2 separate regions of the Mus musculus genome follow, and region 2 is linked to region 1. Evidence: chromatin contacts called from public Hi-C data. All regions are on one chromosome and are shown on one strand. The core of a region is the stretch at or near the end of the contact, and the rest is flanking DNA. Distances in the headings are between cores, read along the strand shown.

Region 1 (6,766 bases), core at 2,022-4,521:
ACAAAGGGAAACAATGGGGCTGGCTTACAGTTTCAAAGGCTGAGTTCATTATTGTCAGGTCGGCAAGCATGGCAGCACGCAGGCTGGGGAAGGTGCTGACTGTCCCACATCTTGCTCCACAGGCAGTAGAAGGAGACTGTTCCACATTGGGCATAGCCTGAGCATATAAGAGACCTCAAAGCCCACTCATAGTGATACACTTCCTCCAACAAGGTCAAACCCAGTCCTGCAAGGCCATGCCTCCTGATAGTGCCAAGCATTTAAACACTCGAGTCTATGGGGGACATTCCCATTCAAACCAACACAGTATTCTTTTCCATCAACTTAAAGCTGAAGAAAAAAAAAATCCTGTCAAACTGTCATAGGTTGGGGAAGAAAGCACCTGTCTGTAGGAAGGGCTCACTCAATACAAAACCAAATGGAGATTTCTAAACACACCCTCCCGCTGCTCACTGTGTTTGGCCATGCTCCCCTTTCCAGCTCATCTTGTGCTTTCTGGCAAGCAAATGTTGCAGGGTCTTCCAGCTAAGAAGAGGCAGTTTTAGTCCATATCTAAGCCATCATCTCCATGTCAATCTTCCATTCTCTCCAACCTTCAGCTTCATCTCGGGAGTTCTGTAACATCCTTTGACCTTCTTGGAGTACATTCCGCAGTGTGCTTTCCACTCAAGACAGCCTTCGACACCTGCATTTCTCCCCCCCCTCCCCACCCCCCTACCCCTGGCAGGGAGAGCGTGAGCGCATGTGCAGATTGTAAGGCTACAAAGGAAAGGGGTTATTTCACAGACTGAAGGGATGAACAAACGAGAAACCACAACGCGAACTTACATAGTAGTGAAAGTGGGAAAGGGAGGATTTTGTAACTTGCTTTTTTAAAGGATCATACATTTCTATTTAGAACCAGTCTAAGTGATTTAACAGCTAAATATCTAACAGAAAACAACAACAAGAAAACCAAGCCACTAATCTTATTTATTACTTCTCTAACCATAGCTTAAGATATAAAAGAATTTGGAATGAGCAGAAAGAATCTCTGCGGCTGGCAAAGGCACTAATTATAAGAAACAGCAATTTGCATTATTTATGAGGAAGCTATTTACATCAGCCTGCCTGGCCAGTGGTTGCCTCAGACCAGTCTTTCATTACAGGGGAGAGTAAGTAAAAGTCACACAGGAAAAGGAAGGGTATTCTGAAGGCCACATTTTATCACCACACGAAGGAAAGATCTCCGAAAGTGTTCAAAAAAAAAAAAAACCTTAAATATAATTTAAAAGAAATATAATGGAAACTTCCATCTTCCACGATGATGATTCAGAATCTAACACCCATTTAAATATTCAGACAGGCTTCCAGAACCCACTGCGAGTGAGTGAGGCATTGTTAGCAGAAGAGAGTGCAGGGCGGGTGGGGGAGGGGGACGCACGCGATGACTAAGATAGACCGTTTCATAATTCAAGCACTTGAGTTTCGTCACATTTCTTTTTCCACCAGCGACTTTGAAATCTGTACACTACGAGAAAAGGTCATTCGCAAGAAGCTGGGAAGGAGCGAGCCCACTTTGTTCTCTGCTCTCTCCTCTCCTCTGACCACTTTAATTTAATTGGATCCTGCCTCCTGCCGATTCTATTCGTTGCTACAACAGATCATTCTCAGTGGCAATTTGCACTGGCTTTTGATCTGAAGTGGACAGAGCTGCTATCTGCAAACAAGGGAAAATGGGATCTGGGAGAATTTACCAAGCCTATTACTAAAAGGTGTCTATTATTTTTTTTTCTTTTTTTTTTGGCAAAAGCTCAATGGACGCCTCCCCCTCCCAACCTGCATTCTTTAAATATGTTAAAGTTTGTTGCTCATCTCCAATACAAAATATTGTGCATCAAGAATAGGTGCTGCCTCTTGGATGGAGAACTGGGCCCTGACAGAGAGGTCCCTGCTCTTGTGTGTCACTGGAAGATTCTTTAGCCATAATTACCTGCTCCAATAAGTGATTTCCCCTGTGATCTTCCTTCCAAGAATATTAAGGTACAGTGCATAGGACAGAGAAGACCAACCTTACAAATTAGTACAGATGCTTGAAAGAAATGGGCTTGGAGCTGGAAGAGATAAGGCTGTGGCCCAGTGAGCTTCTTTACTATTCAGTGGATACCAAGGTCACCGTCTATATTTTGCATGTGAAAGAATTGGTAGTCGTTTTCAGTGTTTAAAGACCTTGTTTTTGAAGCCAACCTCTCTATCTCTGGTTCTTCAATATTTCTTTGGGCTTGCATAATTTGTAAGGAAAAGTATGTCCGCTAGCTGAAATTCAAATCCCAAATTAATAAATTTGACTCATTGTGGCCCATGAGATGCAAGAAAAGAACATTTTTTAGTGTTAAGCATTTCCTCTGAGACCTACAGTTTGTCCATCAGAGAGAAAAAAAAAATCTCCCATCTCCCCGTTTAAAAACAAAAAGTATTTGGAGAGTTAACACTTCAAACCATTTAGCATATATTAATGTCAAGGAGTTAAAGTTGAGCAAAAGGCATATTGATTTAGAACACCGTGACATTTAGGATAAGGCTGAAGTGGCAGTAACTCATGATCATTACTCACAAACTCAAACTGCAGCGGGAAGAGAACATAGCCACACAAGGTGCTTGTCTTAACCAGATTGTCAGGGAGTTCCCTAATTTCGGTTTGGGAATTCAGCTTCAGTGCTTTCTCTTGGGGGCATCACCAGGACGGCAGATTTCTTATGATCACTGGCTTTGCAGCACATAATTAGGACTTGTCCCCTGATTCTCAGTTATCCTCTGAGTTTGGTCAAAGTCAAGCTATGTTCCCCTAAGCTGTGAAACCGAGGAGATAGGATAGAAGCTGAGGTATGAAGTCATGACGATTAATGAGACAGGTAATGTCTCAAAATGCTTGGAATAATGCCCAATACATCTTAATGATTGTAACCATGGATATTAGTAGGTGGTCCAAATAGGGAAAACATTGTATGAATTTTTGATGGTAATTTTCTTTATTGGTTCTTTGCTTTAAAGCCCTCTCTCAAGCGGCGTTGGATGTGAATGTCCGTAATCCCAGCACTCAAGACACTGAGGCTGGAGGATAGTGAGTTTGAGGCCAGAGTGGGTTACACACATAGCCAGCCATTCAGAGCATCCTGCCTTTCCAGGCTGTTTGTACTTTCCTCACCCTCTAGGGGCCGCTGTGCTTCCGGAGAGCGTGCAGGTGGCTTGGTTGCCGGGAGATCGTTGCTTGGCAACCGCTTGTCCACCAGCCTCTAGCCTGCTGAACTCTGATAGACATGGCGTCCTCCAGAAGCTCCTCCAGTTCTTCTGAGGAGTCCCCAGACTCTGAGACATCGGTGTCGCCGGTGCATCTGCCCCCAACGCCGCCGCCGACCTCTACCGCGGTTCTCAAGTCGCCCAGCGAGTCCAAGTCGAGTTCGACCGACCCGCCGCAATGTACCCACTCCGAGGACTCGCTGCCCTCTGCCGCCTTCTACGGGCCCCTGGACAGTAAAAACCCACTCCTGGCCTCTTGCGAGAAGGAGATCCGGGAGCTGTTGGGCTTTATGAAGAAGAAGAAGGCTCTAGCCACCTCAATGGAACAGAAGTACGAATTCCATCGGAGGTGGTAAGCTGAGGCAGGGTGCTGGGGAGGGCGCCTGGAGATGCCATTGGAGGACCACGACAGGGGTGGGGCCCTGGAGACAAGCTGAGCTGTAGCCACTCCCAGCTCTTACAGCCCTTAGCTCCCCCTACACGTTTCATGTCTTCCTTCTCAGGTCAAAATAAAAATCTGCACAGAAGTATTTCCTAACACTGGGTTTGGTCTCAGCGTTCTCATGGCCTCTCTTGGCTCACTCATGGGTCGCAAAACAGGACAAAAGTAGACTTAAGACCAACTCTGAGGCAGTTGCTCAGGTCCTTGAATTTAGGTCTCAACCAAGTCTGTCATATTGTGAACATGTACATTTTATTCTCTTTATATTCCGTTGGGATTACAGAAACTTCTTTTCCCCTTGACTTGGTGGCTCTTTGTGAGCGTCTGATTGGGTTTTTTGTTTGTTTTTCCAACTTATTTCTGTGAACTGAAAACTACCAGTTTCTAAGATTTGGTTTTGTTCATGTTGCCATCTTTTTTCTGGTCTAATGCTTTCCAAAATGAGTAGTTTCAAGACATAGGGAAGCAGCGAAGAATACCAGACAGGCAAATAACTTTTTTTTTTCTGGTGAGTATTTTAAACTTACATGTTTTGGTCATGCATTTAATCTGATTACACATTTTTAACTTACATTTATAATTCAACCAAACATCTTAATGATTTGTTGAGTAGACATATTTTTGACAGGTACTTTTCTCAAAACTAGGAAGGCATCAAGTTAACAATAAACCCCTCTCCCCCAAATCATATATTTCTGTGAGTATAGTCTTGTACTAAACAAACATGGGGCACAGCATTCCCACCATCCCTTTATCTACTCCCCCCACCCCAAGTTTCACTTACCTGTGGTCAAAGGCTATGCAAATCTTAAATGGAAAATTCCAGAAACAAACAATTGGCGTTGTTTATAGTCCCTTCTGAGCAGTCTGACAAAATCTTGCTCTGCACTGTTCTGACCCACCCAGGGTTTGAATTCACCCCTTTGTCCAGCACACTGACACTGTAGGCTTCGTCGGTCCATTTGTTAGTTAGCCATCTTGATTATCAGATCGACTGTCATAGAAACTCAGGATTTGTGCTAACATGACCCGTATTTTGCTTAATAATAATTATGAAGCACAAGAATAATGATGCTAGGGATGCAGATGGACCAAGGAGAAAGTGTAAATTCCTTCTATACATGGGAAAAATGTTTCAATAAGGAAGGAGAAAAATACATATTTGGGTGGCCAAGACCCACATATAGTTAGATGTTTTGAGAGTCACCATATTCATGTAGCTTTTATACAGTTTGTTATACATTTTCCACCCTAGTATAGCTCATCTCTTCTTGTGCCTAATTCATAAGGGATTCTTTGTCATGTGATGGCTAATCTTGCTTGTCAACTTGACTCTCCTGGGAAGAAGGGACCTCTTCTTGAGGAATTGCCTCCATCGGATTGGCCGTGTGGCATGACTGTAGGGCATTTTATTGACTGCTGATAATATCAGAGGGTGCAGTCTATCCTGAGCAGTGAGTGCTGCTTTTGGTCAGGTGGCCCTGGGTTGCCCAAGGGAAATAGCCAAGCAAGCCAGGGTAAACAAGCCAGTAACCAGTGTTCCTCCGTGGCTTCTGCTTCAGTTCCTGCTTCCAGGTTCCTACTTTGAGATCCTGCCCTGTTTGTTTCCCCTTGGTCATGGACTGTAACCCACAAGATGCAATAAACCTTTCCCTGCCCAAATTACTTGTGGTTATGGTGATTATCATAGCAACAGAAATCAAACTAGAGCATATAGATGTGTGTGTGTGTGTGTGTGTGTGTGTGTGTGTGTGTGTGTGTGTGTGTGTGTGAGCGAATAGAAGAAAATACAGTGTATGTAATGTTCAGTTCTACTTGTTTTTTCATACATCTTTTAGGGGCCTCATATTGCATCCACTAGAAGTAAGGGAGAAGCCAGGCAGATGCATTTTACAAAGAGAGTGCTTACTCTTCCCTGAAGAGTAAGGTAGGGGAGAGGACCAAGGGGTATCTGATGAGTGTTGCCATTGGAAATGGGATGGCAGGGAGCATAGATAGAGAAAAACCAGGAAAAAAAAAGTGTCTTATTTTTTCTTGTTTTAGAAAGTTGAGGATGGGGCTGGTGAGATGGCTGAGTGGTTAAGAGCACTGACTACTCTTCTAAAGGTCCTGAGTTCAATTCCTGGCAACCACATGGTGGCTCACAACCATCTGCAATGGGATCTGGTGCCCTCTTCTGGTGTGTCTGAAGACAACTACAGTGTACTCATATACATAAAATAAATAAATATATCTTTTTTAAAAAGTTGGGGACAAAGCCAGGTGGTGGTGGCATATGTCTTTAATCCCAGTACTTGGGAGGCAGAGGCAGGAGGATCTCTATGAATTCAAGGCCTGCCTGATCTATACAATGAGTTCCAGGACAGCCAGGGCTATGCAGAGAAACCCTGTCTTGAAAAAAAAGAAGAAAGAGAAGGAGTGGGGAAAGAGGAAGAGGAAGAGGAAGAAGAGGAGAGGGGAGAGGGAGGACAGAGGGAGGAGGAAGGGGAGGAGGAAAGAGGAAGAGGGAAATTGTTGAGGAGAAGTGGGGACAATGTATAAGGGTTTGTTTGTTGAGTAGGCTACACGGACAGTGGCAGGTGTGAAGAAGCTGGGCAGCATTGTGACAGTGGGAAGGTCAGCTTTAGATGGGAGAAAATAAAATGGAGAGTTTGATTTTGGAGGTACTGCAGTTGTGACTCAGCATCCAGGCAGGGCTGGAGGTCAGAAGAGAAGCACATTTGGGCTTCATCAACCCATTAATGACGTTTAATATGATGAGCAATAGACTTAGGCAAGGGAGTGGGTGTAGGTGCAGAGGGCAGTAAAGGACAGGGATGTTCCATCCAATAGTAACCAGCAGAGACTGAGAGGCCAGCAAGGTGGGAGTAGAACCAGGAAGTAGCTGGTGCTCCCAGAGCAGGGAGAGAAAGCGATTCACGGGGAGGGAAGAATCCACTTCGGCACATCCTGCTGATAGAGGAGCAAGAACGGACCGAGGAGTGAGGACAAATAAGATACAATAGTAAACTAAAATAACGGCTTTAGCTGAGCCTAGTGTTGCACACG
Region 2 (6,692 bases), core at 132-2,631, 310 kb before region 1:
TATACAGAGAAACCCTGTCTCGAAAAACCAAAAAAAAAGAAAGAAAGAAGGAAAGAAAGAAAGAAAGAAAGAGAGAGAGAAAGAAAGAGAGAAAGAAAGAAAGAAAGAAAGAAAGAAAGAAAGAAAGAAAGGAAGGAAGGAAGGAAGGAAGGAAGGAAGGAAGGAAGGAAGGAAGGAAGAAAGAAAGAAAGAAAGAAAGAAAGAAAGAAAGAAAGAAAGAAAGAAAGAAAGAAAGAAATTAATTCCCAGGTTTGTTTGTAAGACACTGCAGGTCCCTGTGCCCAGTTGGTTTTGATTGGGAAATAAAGATGCCAACAGCTAATGTTACAGAGATACCAAAGGCAAAACAAGCTAGGAGAGGGGACTTGATTTAATAGATTTCCAAACTACATAGAAATTCCCAGGTTTGGCAGAGCATGGTGGCACATGCCTTTAATCTCAGCACTCGGGAGGCAGAAGCAGGTGGATTTCTGAGTTCAAGGCCACCCTGGTCTACAAAGTGAGTTCCAGGACAGCCAGGGCTATACAGAGAAACCCTGTCTCAAAAAAACAAAAAAAAAAACAAAAAAAAAAAAAAGAAAGAAAGAAAGAAAGAAAGAAAGAAAGAAAGAAAGAAAGAAAGAAAGAAGGAAAGAAAGAAATTAATTCTCAGGTTTGTTTGTTTGTAAGACACTGTAGGTGCCTGTGCCCAATTGGTTTTGATTGGGAAATAAAGATGCCAACAGCTAATGGCTGGGCAGGTAGGAGGCAGGACCTTTAGATTTGTACAGGCTAAGAACTGGGAGAGAGGAAGGAGGAGAATCAACATGACAGAGGAGAAGAAAGACCAGACCACTGACATGTAAGAATCAGGGTAAGTGGCCATGGGTCACTTCCCTGATTGGGCCTGGGCTAGCAGAGATGAAATCTAAATTTTAAAAGATGTTAACTCAGGAGTGCTGAAGGAGAGTGTTTGCTAACAGAATTAACTGGTGTGTGTGTGTGTGTGTGTGTGTGTGTGTGTGTGTGTGTGTGTGTGTGTGTGTGTGTGTTTGTGTGTGTGTGTTTTCCATTTGAAAACCCAGAGGGCTCTGGAGGGTGGCTGGGAGCGTAACCCACAGGGAGCAATCTACTGCTACAGAAAAGTGCATACACAAAGCAGTCCATCTGACAGGAAAAGGGACTGCTGCAGGATGCCTTTTAGCAAGGCTCAATCTTCCCCCAAGCCAGGGAGGAGCCTTTGGGCTGGACCCAGAGCCGGAAGCAGAATTCCAGCCACCCTCACTTCCTGTTGCTAACATTCTTTGCTACAGCAGATGGCTGGCTTTGTTCTATGTGGTATGACGGTCCTTCTGATAATAACAAGACTTCTCCACTTCTAAATACTGCTTCCTGCTTTCTGAGGCCTGTCATCCCTCTTGACCCGCCTCTACCATCTGAGCCTCACAAGAGAATCGGGTGGAGCCTATCTCCCCATTTTATACTTGAGAATGTGGCCTGAGTTTGTGGCTCAGCTTGAGTAAGGCTCTTATGGTCACAGGTTCTTTTTCTTTCCTTCTTCTTGTTTCCTTTTCTACTCCCCAACCTTATTAATTTTTCTTTGACAGTTTTATGCATGCAGGTTCTACATTCTGACCTCTCTGACCACACCCTCTCTAATCTCTGTATCTTTACCAACCCTTCCCACAACTAGTTTCTTTCTCAGATTCCTGGTGTTTGGTTTGGTTTCATGACCTGTTTAGCCCGGGACCATCTGTGTGAGCAGTGGATTGGAGCATGGTGCAGCCACCAGTGGGTACAAGAAACTGAAGGCCATGACTCCCCTTCTTCCTGAATCTATCAGGAACATAGTTAAGCAGTGAGGGTAGAGCCCCTTAAGCCCCTCTTTCATTCATGCATGACTATTGATGGGCTGTTGTGCAGACTCTGTGCCAGCATTCGTAGCTGCAATGAGTTCATGACTGCAATGATCCTGTCTTGCCTGGAAGATGTCATTTTGCAACCCTCACCCTAGGATTCTAGCTCTTACATTCGTTTTATCCTCTCTACCTCAGAGTTCCCTAAGACCCATAATGGAGCTTTACTGAGGGTCAAGCACTCATTGACCCTCAGTTCTCCAGCACCTTGGGTAGCCAAGAATCTGTATTCAACACCGTTTGCAGAAAGAGAAACTTCTATGATTAAGGCTGAGAGTAGCATTTTTCTATAGAAAAACATAAATATCTAGAAGTCAGCTTGATGCTATGTGAACTTAGCAAAACCACAGTATTCCGTTCCCTTTTAGGACCCATGACCTCCTTCACCAGGATTTGGAGAGGCCTATGGTACCAAGCATGGATTGTCTCCTGTGGAGCGGGAAAAGCAGCTGGTTACCCCCATAACAGCCCTGCTACCACTGCATTAGTGGGCATATCTTAACTGCCTATTGGACTTACTTGTGAGGTACACAGCTAGACAAGACTGTTGATGCTTTTCTTTCAAGCAGCCTGGACAGCATCTTTCAGCAGGGAGAAAGCTTCCAGCTCAGCTCCTGTTGGAGTTCTCTACATCATGTTACCAAGGCGTGTGGAAATTTATGTGTATGTGTGTGTATACATATATATGTATATGATATACATGTATGTACAAATAATATATGTATATTATATTCATGTGTGTATATATAAAATGTATACAGGAATATGATGTACATACATATATATGTATATGATATATGTATATGCACACATATATTACATGCATATATTATGTATATGATGCATATGTATGTATGTGTGTATATCAGTAATAGAAACTTATTTTATCTAATTCTAATGAGCAATCAAGAGGAATGGTGAGAGCCTGTAATGTTTTGGGAACCTGAGGTCCTCCTGACTAGCAACCCTATGGAGGTATCCTATCCCTGCCACTCAACTCTTACTTCTTAAACCAGAGCATCTAGGCACCACTTTTTCCAGCCATGAAGTGTATCTCCCTCCAAACTATTTCTTAACAGAATTATACACATGTACATATCTCTGTATTTTATCTTTACTTATATCTTGGGGTGTAGATGTGTGTGAGCGCATGCCTCTTGTGTACAACTGCAGCCAGAGGCCAAAAGAGGCTATGTGGTCCCAGGGAGCTTGAATTACAGGTATTTATGAGCCTCCCAACATGGATGCCGGAATCTGTACTTGGCTCTTCTGAAAGAACAGGAAGTGCTTTTTAACCAATGAGCCATCTCTTCACCTCCACATTATATATTTTTTAAATTTGGTTGCAGAGTTTCCCACGTAGCTTTTTTAAACCTTCTTTGGTTTAGTCAACCTTTGCCCACTTCCTCTTCTCCCCTACCCCGGCTCACTCCCTTCTTAAACCTTCCCATCTCCAGCATCATATGGTCCATCTCCCCTTAGGACGGCCCTTCTCAATGGCCTTTTTCTAGTTCCCTGGCTTCTACGGGAACCTCAAATGGAACATCCAGAATTAGTAGCGAGCAGCTTGGATCCACATAGGAGCATTTGTGTTTCTCTTCCTGGGTTCTCTTATTTCATATAATTTTTTTCTCCACTTCCATCCATACAACTTCAAATTCTGTTGTGTCATTTATCTTCACAGATGTGCGTATTACACTTACGTTATCCACTCATCAGTGAATGGCTGCCTAGGCTGATTCTATTTCCTGGCTATTGTGAATGGAATGGCAAAGAATATGGATGGGCAAGTCTCTGTAGTTGGCTATAGAAGCCTTTGGGTTTATGCCCAGGAATGGAATAGCTGGGTCATATGGTAATTCTATTTCTGGCTGTTCAAGGTATCACTACGATGCTTTCCATGTTGGCTGCCACAATTTGCCCTCTTACCAACCCTGAGAAAGACTTCCTCTTTCTCTGCATTCTTGCCAAAATTTATGTTCATTTGATTTCTTGATGACGCCCATTCTAATCAAGGTAAAATGGAATCTCAAAGTAGTTTTATTTGCATTTTCTTGGTGGCTAAGAATGTTGAATATTTTTAGAAGTGTTTACTAAGCATTTCTAATATTTCTTTTGAGATTTTTTTGGGGGGACTCAGTTCTATTGTTCATTTATTGGGGGGGTATTGGTTTTTTTCCTCTTAGAGGTTCTGGTTTTTGAGCTATTTGCATACCCTTGATAGCAGTTCTCTGTCAGATGTAAACCTAGCAAAGATTTTTCTTCCTTTCTCTAAGTCACCTCTTTCATTTGACTGACAATTTTCTTTGTTATCTGGGGTCTTTCCTCTGTTTCCACTTGAATTTTAAGATTTTTTTTTCTTTTTTCTGTGAAGCATGACATGCGGAGGATTTTAGCTGGGATTACATTGAGTTTGTACATTGCCAGGATGGTCCTTTTTCACAGCAGTTATACCATTCATGAGGACAGGAAGGTCCCTCACCTCCTTGGTGAGCTTTGTGTCTCTGGTTTTGTTTTGCTTCCTTTTGGGGCTGTTGTGAGTGAGATTGCTCCCTGGATTTCTTCCTCAGTGTGCTTGATGTTGCTCTATAGAAAGGCTAATTGTTGTTGTTGTATTGTGGCAAATTTTGAATTCTGCCAGTTTGTTGGAAGTATTAATTAGTTCTAGGAGTCTTCTGGTGAAGTTCTCCCTCTCTCTCTCTCTCTCTCTCTCAAAGATTTATTTATTTATTATATGTAAGTACACTGTAGCTGTCTTCAGACACACCAGAAAAGGGCATCAGATCTCATTACAAATTATGAGTTACCATGTGGTTGCTGGGATTTGAACTCAGGACTTTCAGAAGAGTAATCAGTGCTTTTAACTGCTGAGCCATCTCTCCAGGCCCAGAGTTTTAGTCTCTTACATGCTGTGTTCCATCATCTGCAAATAAGGATACTTTAATTCTTTTCCTATTTATATCCCTTATTGTCTTATTGGTGTAGCTAAGCCCTGTCTTAGTGGCTAGTCCCACCTAGCTCCTGATAAACATTCTTGACCACAGTAGCAGAGGCCACAGGCTCCACCCCCATCCCCTCTCCCCACCTCCCACCCTCACCCCCATCCCTGCCCCACCCTTACACCATTGATGCTTTCTTCTTCATCCAAAGCATGGCAGAAAAAGCCCCTCTCTCCTTCCCTGCCTCTCCTTTTCCTCCTAGGACCTGGAATTCCCTCCTCTACCTCTGCCCAGCAATTGCCCCCACCCCTGCCTTCTTTACTGACAAATCAAGAACGAATTGGGGAACAGGATGTTAGTATCACAACCTCCCCTTTCACACCATACTTCATGGAAGGACAGACAGTGGACAGCCATCCCTGACTTGCTTTTTATATGGGATTTTCTTGAGTTTTTCTCCACTTAGTGTGATGTGTTTGTTCTGAAGTTGTCACATATATAATTCATTTATTAAATTATTATTATTATTTGGACTGCTGTACTGGCTAGTTTTGTGTCAACTTGACACAGGTTGGAGTTATCACAGAGAAAGGAGCTTCATTTGGGAAAATGCCTCCACGAGATCCAGCTGTAAGGCATTTTCTCAGTTAGTGATCAAGGAGGGAGGTCCCCTTGTAGGTGGTGCCATCTCTGGGCTGGTAGTCTTGGTTCTATAAGAGAGCAGGCTGAGCAAGCCAGGGGAAGCAAGTCAGTAAAGAACATCCCTCCATGGCCTCTGCATGAGCTCCTGCTTTCTGACCTGCTTGAGTTCCAGTCCTGACTTCCCTTGGCGATGAACAGCAATGTGGAAGTGTAAGCTGAATAAACCCTTTCCTCCCCAACTTGCTTCTTGGTCGTGATGTTTGTGCAGGAATAGAAACCCTGACTAAGACAACTGCTAACAATGAATCTGAGAGTTTGAGGTGTGTTGTACTTTTATTTTCATTTTGCTCCAACAGCTTTTCTCTGTTTCTTCAGTGACCCTTTCATTAGTTAATAGTGTGTTGTTGCATTTCCTCAAATTTGTTCTTTTCTGCTGTTTCTTTTGCCATTGATTTCAAGCTTTAATTCATTGTTGCTAGAGAGAATACATGGAGTTTATTTCAATTCTCCTACATTTGTTGAGATTTGCTTTGTGCCCCAATATGCAGTCTCTTTTAGAAAAACTTACATGAGCTGCTGAGAAGAATGTATATTCCACACCGTTTGGGTAGAATAGTCTGTAGATATCTGCTAGGTCTATTTGCTCTATAGTGTGACTTAGCTCCAATATTTACTATTATTTTTCATCTGGGTGACCTGGTATTGAAGTCATCTATACTGTTGTATAGGGGTTAATCTGTGGCTCAATGCCTACTACTGCTTATTTTATGAACCCTGGTGCACCCGAGTCTGGTGTGTATGTTTTGAATTGTAATATTCTCTTGAGGATTACCCTCATCAAAAGTAAGGAAGTGACTGTGTCTTTCTTATTATTTCCGCCATGAAGTCTGCTTTGCCAGATAGGATTGTTCACTTCCTTGGTTCTAGGTCCTCTTTGTTTGGATACTTTTTTTCCATCTTTTCCCTTGAGGGCGGTGTCTGTCCTTGAAAGTGAGGAGTATAGACAAAGAAAAGATGGGTCCTAAGCCGGGCAGTGGTGGCACACGCCTTTAATCCCAGCACTCAGGAGGAAGAGGCAGGTGGATTTCTGAGTTTGAGGCCAGCCTGGTCTACAAAGTGAGTTCCAGGACAGCCAGGAAGAACAAAGAAAAAGGAAGGAAGGAAGGAAGGAAGGAAGGAAGGAAGGAAGGAAGAAAGAAAGAAAGAAAGAAAGAAA

Evidence for each region. A called contact is a pair of places that touch in the nucleus more often than the background predicts.
Region 2: a Hi-C map of bone marrow-derived macrophages shows a contact between it and region 1, with 22 read pairs. The contact joins the enhancer-like site here to the promoter of Cfap54 in region 1. A contact is called at or near these places in 5 of 39 promoter capture datasets (the 3T3-L1 cell line, the C10 cell line, cranial neural crest and 1 more), 1 of 15 datasets of contacts at CTCF or cohesin (large pre-B cells), 4 of 484 Hi-C or Micro-C datasets (the Ba/F3 cell line, the N1E-115 cell line, bone marrow-derived macrophages and 1 more), 9 of 115 datasets of contacts at active chromatin or transcription factors (acute myeloid leukemia, effector CD8 T cells, embryonic stem cells and 3 more) and 2 of 9 other capture datasets (adipose tissue and liver).

The regions. Positions count from the first base shown.
Region 1 is chr10:93,078,127-93,084,892 of GRCm38.p6, reverse strand. It overlaps Cfap54 (cilia and flagella associated protein 54), which reads left to right and starts at 3,271. Exons shown (of 68, transcript NM_001347060.2): 1 at 3,271-3,628. The coding sequence starts at 3,297. Gm32468 (predicted gene, 32468) reads right to left here and starts at 657. Exons shown (of 3, transcript NR_168584.1): 1 at 454-657.
Region 2 is chr10:93,386,045-93,392,736 of GRCm38.p6, reverse strand. No RefSeq gene overlaps it. Among named protein-coding and RNA genes, the nearest start is that of Gm40742, 42 kb to the left of the region's middle. Within about 2 kb of position 1,381, at least 48 of the 459 cell types and tissues checked have an H3K27ac peak or open chromatin away from gene starts, as enhancers often do. A contact at or near this core is called in the Ba/F3 cell line, acute myeloid leukemia, adipose tissue and 2 more, where this site is marked.